Linked DNA regions of Anas platyrhynchos: region 1 is linked to region 2. Evidence: chromatin contacts called from public Hi-C data. All regions are on one chromosome and are shown on one strand. The core of a region is the stretch at or near the end of the contact, and the rest is flanking DNA. Distances in the headings are between cores, read along the strand shown.

Region 1 (6,992 bases), core at 1,232-3,731, 180 kb before region 2:
GCGTGAGGTGATGAAAATAGTACAAAAGACAAAATATATAAGCAAAAGGTCACACAGATCAAAGTGTTTAAGGAGGAGCTCTACTACAACAGCTTCTACCCGTGACACAAAGACCACAACAAAAAGATAGTTTGATGGAGAGCAATTTATGCCTACAAAGGCAACTTCATAATTCCCAGAGTTATTATTTTATAGGTAAAATGGAGTTCTTTTGTGGATAAAGACTCAGTTTGCTACATTTGAGGTACTCTGCTGCTTTTGTACAGCACATGTACAGCACAGGTAAAAGACAACTGGAGAATATAGAAAGGATCAGTTATAAAAACCACTAGGCTATTATCAAAGAAGAAAAACCTTCTTTAACAGAGCTGCATAACATCAGACCAGAGGCACGCTAAGTTGAAGCCTCTTCACCCGTCACCAGGCTAAGGAAAACACACGAAGACATGAAGACAAGAATCCAGAGGCAGGCTAACAGCAGTTTTGGGGACAGAAAGGCAAGAGGCAGCCGTGCCTCCAGAGTCTCCCAACCCCCTTCACTGACTGCGTTCCACAGCTGACAGGAGACAGTTACCTGAATCAGTGCAATCAGAGGTGAAATGACAATGGTGATGCCCACTGCCAGAACTGCAGGAAGCTGGTAGCACAAGGATTTCCCTGCCCCTGTGGGCATGCATACAAAGACATCCTTCTCGCCTGCAAAGACAACAGAACAAAGCTCAAGGCTACTGAGTGGTGGTGAGTTCCCAGGGCTCTGCCTGGAGGGGTGGGCACGAAGGCCTGTAATCTGCGAGAAAAGGCGTATCTGTGCGTGTACCTTGTGGCATACCAACAAAAGACACTTCATTTTAGGTTCTAAAAGCATCATAATACTTTGTGTGCCGGCGGTGGTTCCCTTCAAATAATCTCTGATCACTTTTTAAACGATATGAAACAGCCTTACCTAAATACCAGAAGTTACACAGAAACCAAGATAAAGAGGAATTAAACAACTGGTCCGTGGTCATGCTAATTCTCTGCTACATGAGCTGCTTTCATTCCCCGTACAGCCCTCCAGTTACCAAACCACCAGTCCCAGGGCAGATCTGTATCACACCCTGTGAAAGCTCATCCCAAGAAGCAAATCCCAACCACGTAGGCAGTATTATTTAGTAACTATTGCTATGCTAAGGAGCACCCACTTCACCTCAGGGAGATGCCAACACACACAGCATTGACAGGCAGAGCCACCCTGCTCACAGAACACTGCTTTTGGCCAGTCTGTTATCAACAACACAGCTGCTGGAGATGAATGAAAACCGTGACTGTGTCCTGCACGCTGGGTTTGGTGCTGTTCTGGTCTGCATTATGAGACCTGTGAGGAGAATGGATGGTAAGCAGCACATGTGTGTGTGTGAGCTGCCTGCCGAACCCACAGCGGTGTGCTGGTGGATGCATTAACACCAGGAAAAACGCGTGGTTCTGGTAACATCCACATGATTCACGGATATAAACCTCACCAGAGAACCAGGTCTTCTGCTTGTACCACCTGTGTCTGACACCACTACAGTAAGCTTTACCCTACAAGTGCGTGAGTGCAAACAGCTTCAACCCCATCTGACCACAACCAGCTGGCAGACGCCTGTGGTGCTGCTCCCAGCACTGCCAGCTGAGCGTTCCCCGCATCGTGTTTGCTGCAACCACGTCCTTACAAAACCCACGCCAAGGAGGGCAGGTAGCGCACAGAGCCCTGCCCGGCGACCTTCCCCTGCAGCTCAGCCGCAGGCCTGCCCCCGGAGGGCCGGGCCCCCCGCTCACCTCTCACCACTGCCATGGTCGCGCTCTCCTGCAGGGCCGTCCTGAAGGCCTGGAAGCCGAACACCTTCCTCAGCGCCTGCCGGGCTCTGCCCTCCGGCCCGGGGGGGGCCGCGCTGCTGCTGCTCATGGCGGGGGGGGGCTGCGGGCGGCAGGAAGCGGCAGTGAGCGCCCCGCTGACCCTCAGGAGAGACCCCCCGGCCCTGAGGCGAGCCCCCAGCCCCTTTCCCCTCGCTTTTATTATTATTTTACCCCCCCTCACCCCCCCCCCAAGGCGGCTGCCCCGCACCTTCAGGGCTCTGGGGCTCGCTCCTGACGGGACAACCGCGCCCCCCCCCCCGGCTGAGGGGGCTCCAAGGCGCCTCTCAAAGCGCCCCCCCCCCCCCCTCAGAGCCCCCCCTCAGGACCCCCCCCCCCACCCGCTCCGGGTCCGCCAGGCGCTGCCCGCGGCGCCGCGCGATGACGTCACAAGCCGCTCTTAAAGGGCCAGCGCCCCCATTAAAAAAAACAAATCCCACCCCAAAAAAACAAACAAACAAAAAAACCCCAACCCCCCCCCCCCAGCGCACCCCCGCTCCTCCTCCTCACCCCCCTGAGGGCTTTCGGGCGTCCTCGCTCCCCGCTTTATTTTCGGTTCCGGCCGCGCGCGGGGGGGGGGGGTGTTGCTATGGCGACCCCGCCGCCCCCTTGACGTCAGAGGCGCGCGCCGGAAGCGGCGGCGGGGCCGGGCGGAAGATGGCGGCGGCGAAGCGCAGCGTCCTGTCCTCGCTGGCCGTGTACGCCGAGGACTCGGACCCGGAGTCCGACAGCGAGGCCGGGCCGGCGGGCGGCGAGGGGCCCGCGGGTGAGGGCGGGAGGGGAGCTGAGGGGCTGAGGGGGGGCCCCGGGTGTGTGTGTGGGTGTATGGGGGTCCCTCGTTGCTAGCTCGCTTTCCTCACGGGTTGTTTTTTTTTTTTTTTATTATTATTATTTATTTTGCCTTTTTTTCTCGCTTTCCGCCCCCCCTCTCAGGAGAAAAAGGCGGGCTCGTGTCCGTCGGGTACGGCGAGGACGACTTCACGCGGCTGGACGGCGATGAGGAGGGCTACGAGGAGGAGGACGAGGAGGCCAGCAGGCAGTCAGTAAGTACCCCCCGGCCCCTCAGCGCTCCCCCGGCCACACGCCGGCCACAGGCCTCCCCCGCGGCCTCCAGCACCTTCCCAGCGTTTCCTTCCACTCTGCCCCCAAGGCAATGCCCTCTCCTCAGCACCCAGCATCTTTGGGTGCAGGTCTTGTGCTCGTTACTAACCCGTCGATGCTCTCTGACTCTTCCGTGGAAGGCTGGCAGGGGACACGCAGCTCTTCCTTCGGAGTGAGCGCACCTGGAAATGCTGCCAGAGAAACGCGCTGGTGCATGGGCAGCTGGATAACCCCAAAGAGCACAGTTCTGCGATGTCCTAAATTATTCTTTCATGTCTAACTCAACTTCCTACATCTGGTTAACTTGATGTAGTGGCGTTTTGTCTAGGCTTGAGTGGCTTCTGTTTGTCACAGGTGCATGGCATGTGTATAACTCCACCTGAATACCGAGGTACTTAGTGCATGGTCAGGCAGGGCACGTGGCTCGCTGCTTCGGAGTGCAGCTATAACGCACAAAAGGATAAACGTTTCCGTGTCTGGAGGAGCAAAGCAGTAAGGCTTGTGAAAGTGCGGGGAGGTTCTCTTCTTTCTCATCAACCTTTTGCTTACCTCCATGTTGATGTGTTGGCCCTGCTCAAGTTTTTTGGCTACTTAGTACAGGAAGGAAATAGTGGTACTACAGCTTTTTCTTAATGAAATCTATTTTATCCGCATTCATTCTCATACAAGACATTCACTGCTCCTGCTATTTGCTTCCCCAAGTAGCAGACAAGAAACTTGTCTATTTTTTTTTTTTTTTTTTTTGGTTCTGTTGCTAGCTGGAAAAGGTGCAAGCAAGAGCATTCAGGGTCACTGTCTGGCTAAGCCAAGTAATGAAGCTTTACTATCACTTTAGTCATTCTCCTGTTTATATCCAAAACCTGGGGACTCTTTCAATAAGATCCTTCTTCTATAGAAGGTGGTAGTTGTGATCCAGGTGTTTGTTGACAGCTACTTGTGTAAATGGGGTAGCTTTTACTACACACACAATTTTCAGTGTAAGTTGCAGTCACCTAACATCTGGGAGGTTCAAGGTGCTGTACAAATACCAATAATTGGTTTAGGCACTCCGGTGTTTAGCCAGCGGATCTTGCTCTTATTTTCAGTTACTGTACAGCAGGTTACAAAGGGTGTGTTCTCTCTAGTCTCATTGCAGGCCAGTAACATGCATTTTTTCTATATTCTTGGACCAGAATTGTGAGCTTCCTTAATAGATCCTAGCGCTGGTACTTCTTGGTTATGAGCTGTTTTTGCAAAGCGGTGCCAATTGTTTTCAGGCTGGCCTGGGTTCTTATCCAAACAGCTCTGTGCTTATATTGTCTACATTAACTGTGACTAAAAAGTCCCTTTTTTCAAGGGCAGTTTCAGTAATGATTTTTTGTTGTCATTGCTGTTGTTTCAGAGATGTCCTCTAGTAGGTTAGAAAGTTTTGGGGGCTGTTTCCGTTAAGTGTCTATATCATGAATGATTCAATCTGTTGTTCTTTCATTGAAAATTGCTTTTTACTATAAGTGGGAGCATGGGTGGGAGGAAAACATCTGATCAAGTACCAAGTAATCTGGTACTGTGGTTGTTCCTTTAGCTGTACGCTTACTGTTATTAAACTTTGCCTGTTAAGACTGAATTATGGGCACACGTGCGTGTTTTAGGAAGGTACACTGGAAAGTAGCTGAAGTGAAGAGGTTTGGTGTGTCACTTCCATGGGATATGCATGTTAATTCAGGCAATTAAAACTTACTGACATTGTGTGATCATTCTATAGCTTGCCTTGCCAGAACCTGTTTGTGTGCTAATACCCAGAGGTGGGCACTTCATTGGAAGCCCTTCCTTTCAGTTGCATGTAATCACCTCACTTCTTTTTTTTTGTTTTTCTTTTGGAAGCTGAAACACCAAGTTCTTGTTTTGGGGCCAAAGTTGAAACTGGGTGGTGGAGTTTGGAGGAAAACCCATTCTGCTGAGTTGTGAGAGCAAGAAAAGCTTTTTCTTTTCTGCTCCTCAAACTTGTTTTGAACCCAGACTATGTATGTGTGTCGAGAAGCATACCTAACTCTAGGATCCCCAATCACGTAGCTCGTGGGGCAGTGGAACAGTAGGTTTACCTACCAGTTTTGGATCAAAGCTGTAGGTTACTTTTCACGTGGTACAAAATTTTTCTTAAGGCTGAGTTCAGTAATTTAAGCTCTCGGGAAAAACTTGCCCTTTTTTCTTTGTTCCTGGGTAGAAATGAAAACTGAATGTGAACTGTTACCTAAAACTAAAGTTAGTTAGAAAACTGAAGTTAGTTCCCTTCTGTGGAGGTTTATGTCACCTGCAAGTGAGGCCACGAGAGCACCACACAAGCAAGGAAAGATGCAGTGTCACCTGGCATCGCTGGGACTTTGAATTTGGTGCTAGGGCAGCCCCTCACCAAGCCTGCATGCTTGGTTGTATGGCAGGCACGCCGTGTGTCCTGTTTGTGTTGCTGATGTGTGCTTGGGAGAGTAAAATAGGCCTTGCAAATGCTGCTTTCTGCGAGTACTGCTAAACAGGAGCAAGTGCAAAGCCCCTGCCCACCAACTGGGAAAAGAATTATCAGATGATGAATGCTTTTTTTTCTGCAGTTTTGTTGCTGCTTATGGTCTAGCTCTGCACACTCGGGAGCTGCATGAGTTTTGCAGAGGGCGTCTTCTACTGAGTGATGCTTTTGCCTTAAAAGGGAAACAAAACAAAAAACCATGCAACTCCACTTCTTTTTGTGACTGTAGGGCTTGTTTTCTGGTCCTGAGTGGGTGGGGCAAAACTAACTTCCATTCAAAGGGTCTTGGACTACTGCTGGGCTGCCAAACACAAGCCCTTTGCTGTAAGTGCAGTTACTTGCCAAGCCTGCTCTTTAAGCTTAATCCTGTAAATTCTTGTCTTGTAGGAAGATGACGATTCAGAGACTGAAAAACCTGAGGCTGGTGACCTAAAGGTATTTGGAAGTGTGGTACGGTGGGGGAGGGAAAGTTCAGTACAAGAGGAATAAGTCTTAACAGCATGGCTTTGGTGTTCATTTCTGGTCTTCTGTAGCTAGTTTCATATGTTCCTTTTTGTAGCTGTAATGTGATTTCTGACTTTAGTTCTGGCTAATGCCAAAGGTAGTTAGCCAGTTAGGCTATGGACTGAATAACGATCAAGATCTGTGTTCATGAACTTAGTCTTCTTGTGAATTAAATCTAAGGTGGGTTTTCTGACAGCATCTTTTATATTTTGCAGTGATCCAGGAGACGTAGCATTCACTACAGAATTCTCTTATGTCTGACCAGCATCAGCTGAAAGACTTCATTTGGTTAGAACAACTTAAGTGATCTTATGCTCCTAGAGGTCATGTCAGAATCAACTCAGGTGTCTCCTCTCTCCTTCCAAACAAAACTGTTTTCTAAAGACTTTTTTTTTTAATTTTTAACAAAGTGGTAAATGTGGTGAGATCCCCAGATAATTATCATAAATAGTTGAAATAATCTTTATTGTGAGGTTACATCCTGTTTCTGCTGAACAATGTGTTTAGCAGCATGTAAGAACGCGTCAGGCAAAAAACATGGAGAAAGACAATGTACCAAATCCACTTGAAAATTGACAGTGAAGTGTGCACAATTTTCTCTATCAGATCAGTCCCCAGTATAATATAAGCAGTTGTGTGGGATACAGAATGAATGACAGTTGAAAAGGCCTTTATTTTATCCAGTAGCTTCCTGAAGGATGCAGACAATCTCCGAGTTCTGCTTAGGAATCCAGAGGGCCATATAGCAAGCTGAAACTCTGCAGAGCATGTGAATTAACTTAGGGCTTTCATGGAACCATGAGAAGGCAAATGGATGTGTTTAGCTATCCTGCTTAAATGAGATTTGTAGCAGCACCCTCTTCCAGTTTCTGCAACACTTGTATGGGTTTACAGTGACAAGCAGAGCTGAAGCTTGGCTGCTCTACTGCACTTGGTGAAGTCTCTTGCATACATGTGTGAAATATCTTGTGGTACTCTTGGCACAGAAGTAGGAGGCACTTGGAAATGGAATGGATTGTCT
Region 2 (6,359 bases), core at 456-2,955:
GCCGTCAGCCTGCCCATAGACTGATCTCATCGCACACTTCTGTCCTTATCCCACCCAAAAACCTTATTTCCTTCACCCCAGAAGAAATACCCTCATAAAAGAACCCCTCAGAATGGACAACACCAACCAGCAGCACCTGGCAGAAAGAAACAGGCTCCCCACGGGGCCAGGGTTGCTCACACACCTCTGTTGGAGTCACCATGTTCCCGTAGTACACCGGCACGAGGTGCTCGTCCTCCTGGCTGTACTCCACTCTCAGGCTAACCCAGGGGGTGAAGGTGCCCTTCTGGAACAAGTCGCGGAATATCCCATAATACTCTGCCAGGCGCTGCTTGTGGAACGGGCCGCTGGTCTTCTCCCACTCTGCTCTGACCTCATCGAGGGGGATAAGTGCTGTGGGGAGAGAGAAAACTGCAGGAGCTGCTGGGAGAGGGAGCAGCCGGGGCAGGGAGCAGCGGGGCACAGACCAGTCCGGAGCCGTGCTGCTCTTTCCATCTCGGCGTTTTGGTGGTTCTGCTTCAGGATCTTTTTTCTTTCCTCATGTTCCTTCACTTTCAACAGCTTCCCACGCGGCAGGCTGATGTCAGTCTTTGGTTCTTTAAAGGGGGGTGAAAAAATCATTTATGTATAAAATCCGAACACCCGCCCCCAAAAGCGCCCTGCAATGTGCTTAGAAAGTAGAAGAAAGAGACACAAAACTGCAGCCATCAGTCACTTGATTCCGCCACCTCTCTGTCTTCCCTTCTGCTTTTTCCTCCTGCCCAGCTCCTTGCACGCCCAGATCTGGGAGTTTGCCACCTGGTGAGCAGGTCTGGGGTCCTCAGCAGACCAACCCAACTACATTACTTGCTGCATATGGTTTAAAGGCTGTTTCCTGGTCTTATTTCTTGGATACTGTAGAGGTTTCAGGAAATCCCTTCTCTATCCTGCATGTTTTGGCAGGTTCTGTCCAGCCTCTCTCCTTCTAGAAAATGGAGATCTGTCTCCCTGAAAATATCCACGCTCTGCAAAAGGGCCAGCCTCGTACCAACCCATTTCATCACGTCATTACAGACCAGGGTTTGGGGCCAACTCACAGCCCCAACAACAGGCAGCACCCCCGACCTTCAGCCACAAAGCCTCAGAGCCCTTCTGCGAGTACCTGGCTTGGGGCTGGCGTACTGCCGGTACGTCTTCCACCACCGGGCCTTCCTGCCCTCCTGCTCGGCCTGCCTGAAGTACCGGGTGAAGCTGCGGTATTTCTCCAGCGCCTCCAATTTGCTGACATCGATCTCCTCGTTCGGCATCGGGCCCAGGGGGGCCGCCCGCCTGCAGAGAGCGGCTGGAAAAGGGGAGAGCTTCAGGAGAAGAAGGGGAAGAAGGGCTGAAGGGGGAGGGCTGCAGGAGGCCCGAGGGGCCGCAGGGAGGCCCCGGGGTCGGAGCAGGCCGCACGCTGCCCCCCCCCCCCACCTCCCGGACCTGCTTCCCCTGGGCCTCCCCACGGTTCCCCCCCGGGGACCCCGGGCCCCGAGGCCGCCCCCAGCCCCGTCCCCGTCCCCGTCTCACCGGCGGTGCCGAAGGCCCGGGCTCCCCGCAGGGCCGCGCTCAGCAAGGGCGCCGCCATGATGCGCGCCGCCCTCACCGGAAGGGCCCCGTTGCCATGGCAACCACGGCTGCGCCGCGCGGGGCCCTGCGTCGGAGGCCCCCGCTGTTGCCATGGCAACGAGGCTGCCCTGCGCAGCGCCTGACCCAAAATGTTCTGCATCCCCTCAGCATTAGGGTGTCCCCCCCCGGGTTCCAGCCCCACAGATCGCCCCCTCCCTCCCCCAGCTCACGTTAGCCAAAAAAGTAAAAATCCTGAGGGCTGGAGACCTCCACCCCGCTGTGGGAAAGGGCTTCAGGCTCTGCTCATAAACAATTTGTTATTAAATTCAGCGTTAATGTCCCCAAACGGGTGTTATTTATTGTTTGTTCTCTGCCCCCCCCCCCCCAATCTGCCCTCAGCAGCGTGCTGAGGGGACGCAGCCAGCTCCTCAGGCTGACAGAGGCGACGTGTTGTAGGGTGCTTTCGTCAGGGTCTGCAGGAAGAAATGCTCATCCTCCAGGAAATCTCGGTCCTGAGGAGAGAGGGGCAAGGCTCAGGAGCGGGCAGGGGGCTGGCAGGAGGGGGAGGACATCACAAAACCACAGCGTGGGAGAGCCGGCAGGGATGGGGTGAAGGGAGAAACACCGCCGAGCCCAGGGTGCAATGGAGGAACGCGAAACAAGAAGCAAGCACTTCTGGGATCGCTCCTCTGGGTGCCCATGGTTCTATGAGCCCCCCCAGCCCAGCCCAGCGATGATTTTAGAGCCACCCGTCCTGTGGTGTCACCCAGCCCTGCTCCCTGCCAGCTGGCTTGAAGCCCCTTCCAGCCCACTCACCTGCTGGGCCCTGTGCTTCAGCAGCAGCAGTTTGGCGTAGAGCTCTGCGGGGCCGGCCGTGCCTGCGCTCCTGTGCCCAGGGAATGTCCGAGCAGGAGGTGGAAAGCCTGCAACGAGGGTGCAGCCCCGTTGCCATTAGGGAAAGACAAATGGAAGCAATGAAGCATCCCTTTTTTGCTGCCTGAATGTCCCCGTAGTGGAGTCGTCCTCAATCTCTGAGCACAAATGGGCTTTAGCCCGCCCGCCTCTCCCTTCCCGACCCCTTCTGCTCCCTCTTGGCATTGCCCTGGCTCACAGAGCTCAACTGAGCTCCTTAAGAGGATCTGGGGGTGCAACACCAAACCTGATCCGATGTTCACATGAAGGGGAGCTAAACAGCCCCCAGGAGTACCCCAAGACTCCCAAGATGTGAAATAAAAGCGCAGCCACCCCTCCCGTCAGCCTTACTCAGCACGCCGGAGAGGCCCTTGGTGGGGGCACCGAGGTTCTGGTCTGTGGGCAGCAGCAGCGTGGGGTTGCTGGGCAGCTCCTCGCGCAGCTGCTCGAGCTGCCTCCTCTGGTGAGCCATGCTCAGCCGCTCCTGCCCCAGCCCCAGGAGAAAAGGAGAGAGATCGGTGGCAAGGTTCAGGCCCTGGGGATGGCAGCCCCAGTCGGAGAAGGGAAGGTGATGAGGAGTTACCTGCTGCAGCTGCTGTTCCTGCTGCTTCAGCTGCTCCAGGTGCTGCTGCATGAGCTGCAGCCGGGTCTGGTGCTCGGATTCCAGCCTGCACGCCTCCCGCAGGGCTTGCTCCCCTTCCTCGTACTTCTGGGATGAGAGCTGCAAGGAACAGAGGATGGGGACAGGGCTCCTTGCTTTGGGCATTCCCTCATTCCCCTCCCAGGACAGGAGTAGGATGCACGGCCTCAGGAGAGGTGTGATGCCCTGGCTTTGCTGCCAGCCTGTGTGCTGTGAAAGCAGCTCGGGGACTCCACTGACCTTGTTCATGCTTTTGATCTCCTCCTCCCGCTGCCGGATGCGCAGCGCAGCCCCTTTCACCTTCTCCTTCTCCAGCCTCAGCTCGTGCCAGGCCTCATCCAGCAGCTCCCTGTCCCTCGTCAGCTGCTCCTCCCTGGCCTTCAGCTCACGGCCCCGCATCTTCAGCTCTGCCTGCTCCTGGGATGGGCGTGGGGGCAACCGATGTGTTACCAGACCTGTCCTGGACACTGTCCCCTGTCTTTCTGAATGACGGGAGAGATCTGCCCCTGCTGAACAACTTGTGTGCACCAGGCCTGGGGTGCAGAGCACCACCAAGCAGTGCCCTCATCCATCCACCCGTGGGGACCAAGAACTGGCAGAGCTGGGATTGTGTACACACACACACACTCCTTCCCTGGAAAGGAAGAAGCCCCTCACCATGTTGCACACCCTAAAACACGCTCAAGGCATGTCAGTTTGTCAGCGGGAGAATTATCCAGCTCCACGGTTATTTACCACCGCAGGGGTAGCCATTAGAAACACAGCTCTGGCACACCCTGCACATCCCCTCTCAACAGCCCCAGGAGGGAGCAGAACTGGCTCTGGACGCATCCGCATGGCACGGTGAGGCTTGGCTTAACCCATCACAGCTGCCTCCTCTCACCCGACTTGTCTGGCTGCCCCAAACTCCTCCCAGGCAAAGGGGAGAGGCAGATGGGACAGATGTCAATCTGCATTGACACCTACAACCAGCTGGCAAGAGCTGCCCCTGGAAGAGCCCGATTCTCACCACCAGACCCAGTGGGATGCCTCCATCCCCTCCATCCTAAACACGAGAAGCAAGCTCTGAACCTTCCCCCGTGACCCCGTGGGGGAGCCCAGCTGCCTGCCAGGCAGCGCTGGGTGCCACGGGAAGGGGCTCTGGGGCCGTACCTTGGCCAGGCTCATGATGGTGCCCTCTCTCTGCGAGTCCATCTGCAGGGCTCGGTCTATATCGCGCTCCATCCGCTCCTTGCTCAGCTGCTGCTGGGTGTGGAATTCGGCCCACTCCACTGCCAGCTTCCGGCGCTCCTCTGAGCACTTTTGCATCACCGACTTCTGCTCCTCCAGCAAAGCGCTCTGGAGAGCATCGGAAGAGGCAGAGAGACAGCAATAAGTCCCCCAGCCACAGGATTTTCTCCTTTAACCCATCCCTGCAGATAAATTCCATGTAATATCTACAGGCTGGTCCAATCCAGGGTGCTCGGTGTGAACCCTGCACAGAGCTCTGGCCCCTCGTATCCACATGCCAGGCAGTTGTTCTGACTGAGATTCACTGCGAGACCAAGAGTGGGATGGAGGAGGTGGAGGGGAGAGCAGGGATGCTGCAGCCAAGCACCTGTCTCTTTCATCCACCACACCACGGTGCAGCCCCAGGCAGACTCGTGAGATGTGAAAAACACCCGGAGATGCCTGCCCTATCTCACCTTCGCCCTCTCCAGCTCCGCTCGCTCCATGGAGAGCTGCTGGGTCATCACTCGCCGCTGCTCCTCCAGTGAGTGCTGCAGCGATTCCACCTTGGATTGCTCTGCTGTCGCCCTCCACCGCTCCTGGTCCAGGCACAGGGGAGAGACAGGTGCCACTCACAGGCTCCAAACCAAGGGTCTCCAACGGGAGAGGCATCATCCATCCTCCCCGTACCCAGAGGGCACGACATGCGCTCACCTGCTCCAGCAGCCGAGTCTGCTCGCTCAGCCTGGCCTCCATTTTGGCAATCACCTCCTGGAGTCGGCTCCGCTCCTCCTCCATGTCCCTCTGCTGCTGCGACAGCCGGTCCTGGAGCACTGCGGAGAGGCAGCAGCAGCGCTGTGAGCTGAGGTGTCCAACGACCAAGGCAGGCAGAGCTTTGCCAGCTGGGGCTCCCACCCTCTGGCTGAATCAGGACAACACTCCCCATTTTCTGGGGGGACCCTGCAGCCCTTTCAGCCCAGGAGAAGGGCAGCCGTACCCCTGAGCTGCTCATCCCGCTGCCGCGCCCCCATGGCCAGCTCCTGGGAGGTGGTGTGGTGCGTGGCCTCCACCTTGTGCGAGAGGTTATGCAGGTCGCTGGAAAACTTCTCCATCTGCTCAATGACGCCGTTCAGAGACCTGCGGAGAGGAGCGCCTGTGGGATGTGCTTCATGGCACCATGGTGGAGAAGGGTTTTTGTGGCTGTAGGGCAGGGAACAGAGCGGCCAGGGCTCAGCGGGGGGCTGTGACAGTGGGGATCGGTACCTGGTGTGCGAAGTGGCGCTGGTCACCGCGTCGATCTCCTGGTCTTTCAGCCGCTTCAGCCGCTGGAGCTGCTCTTCATGGTCTTTGCGCATCTCCTGGACAGACGACCTGCAGGGCACGGAGGAAGGAGCCCGTGAGGGGCTGCTGCAAACTGCTGCTCCCCCTGTGGTGGGCACAGCTGGGATGGGCTACATCTGGGGGTCGTGGGGAACTTTGCTGAAAACTGTTCTCTCATAAACTGTGTAGACAACAGTGACTTAGGGACCTGAATAAAAGGGGCTTGGGGAAGATAAAATGCTAGATTCTCCTTTCAAAATACAGTGCATTTCACTCTGAAATGATACCTACTGCCAGATCTCCCTCTGCCCATCCATGAAGCAAATCCCATTCCTAAGGCCACCAAGCTGCCCCCAGCCCAGCGCTTCTGGAGCCAGATTTTCCCTTTCACTGTGTCCCCAAACCATTCCCCAGACAAAGGAAGACTGGACTAGCACCGTGTGTGCGCCACGCTCACCTCTGCAGCTCTCGCAGCCGCTCCAGCTCCCGTGCACTCTGCTGCTCCAGCGTGGCCACACGCTGCTGGTGCTGTGCCACCAGCTCTGCCCGGGCCCGCTCTGCGTCCTGGCTCTGTGACAGCAGCTGAGTTGCCAGCTGCTCCTTCTCCCGCCGCAGCCTCTCCTCTCGCTGCCCGTAAGTCTCCTCCACCACCTTCATCTGGCTCCTGCCCGGACACCCAGACGGGGGTCAGGGT

Evidence for each region. Hi-C and Micro-C count contacts between places; a contact is called where the count stands out from the background.
Region 1: a contact with region 2 is called in a Hi-C map of skeletal muscle, with 1.8 times the contacts expected there. The contact joins the promoter of SAP30BP here to the promoter of MRPL38 in region 2. A contact is called at or near these places in 2 of 8 Hi-C or Micro-C datasets (skeletal muscle and subcutaneous adipose tissue).

Annotation. Positions count from the first base shown.
Region 1 is chr19:8,942,818-8,949,809 of IASCAAS_PekinDuck_T2T, reverse strand. It overlaps SAP30BP (SAP30 binding protein), which reads left to right and starts at 2,481. Exons shown (of 10, transcript XM_027471308.3): 1 at 2,481-2,638; 2 at 2,806-2,915. The coding sequence starts at 2,530. LOC139999066 (ATP-dependent DNA helicase Q5-like) reads right to left here and starts at 2,477. Exons shown (of 9, transcript XM_072025644.1): 1 at 2,383-2,477; 2 at 1,798-1,936; 3 at 575-696. The coding sequence starts at 1,924.
Region 2 is chr19:8,763,150-8,769,508 of IASCAAS_PekinDuck_T2T, reverse strand. MRPL38 (mitochondrial ribosomal protein L38) reads right to left here and starts at 1,705. Exons shown (of 9, transcript XM_027471375.3): 1 at 1,546-1,705; 2 at 1,142-1,321; 3 at 468-596; 4 at 185-393. The coding sequence starts at 1,603. FBF1 (Fas binding factor 1) reads right to left here. Exons shown (of 28, transcript XM_072025786.1): 18 at 6,123-6,329; 19 at 5,609-5,716; 20 at 5,343-5,482; 21 at 5,060-5,178; 22 at 4,822-4,944; 23 at 4,289-4,474; 24 at 3,377-3,553; 25 at 3,080-3,217; 26 at 2,848-2,980; 27 at 2,401-2,507; 28 at 1,921-2,096. The coding sequence ends at 2,013.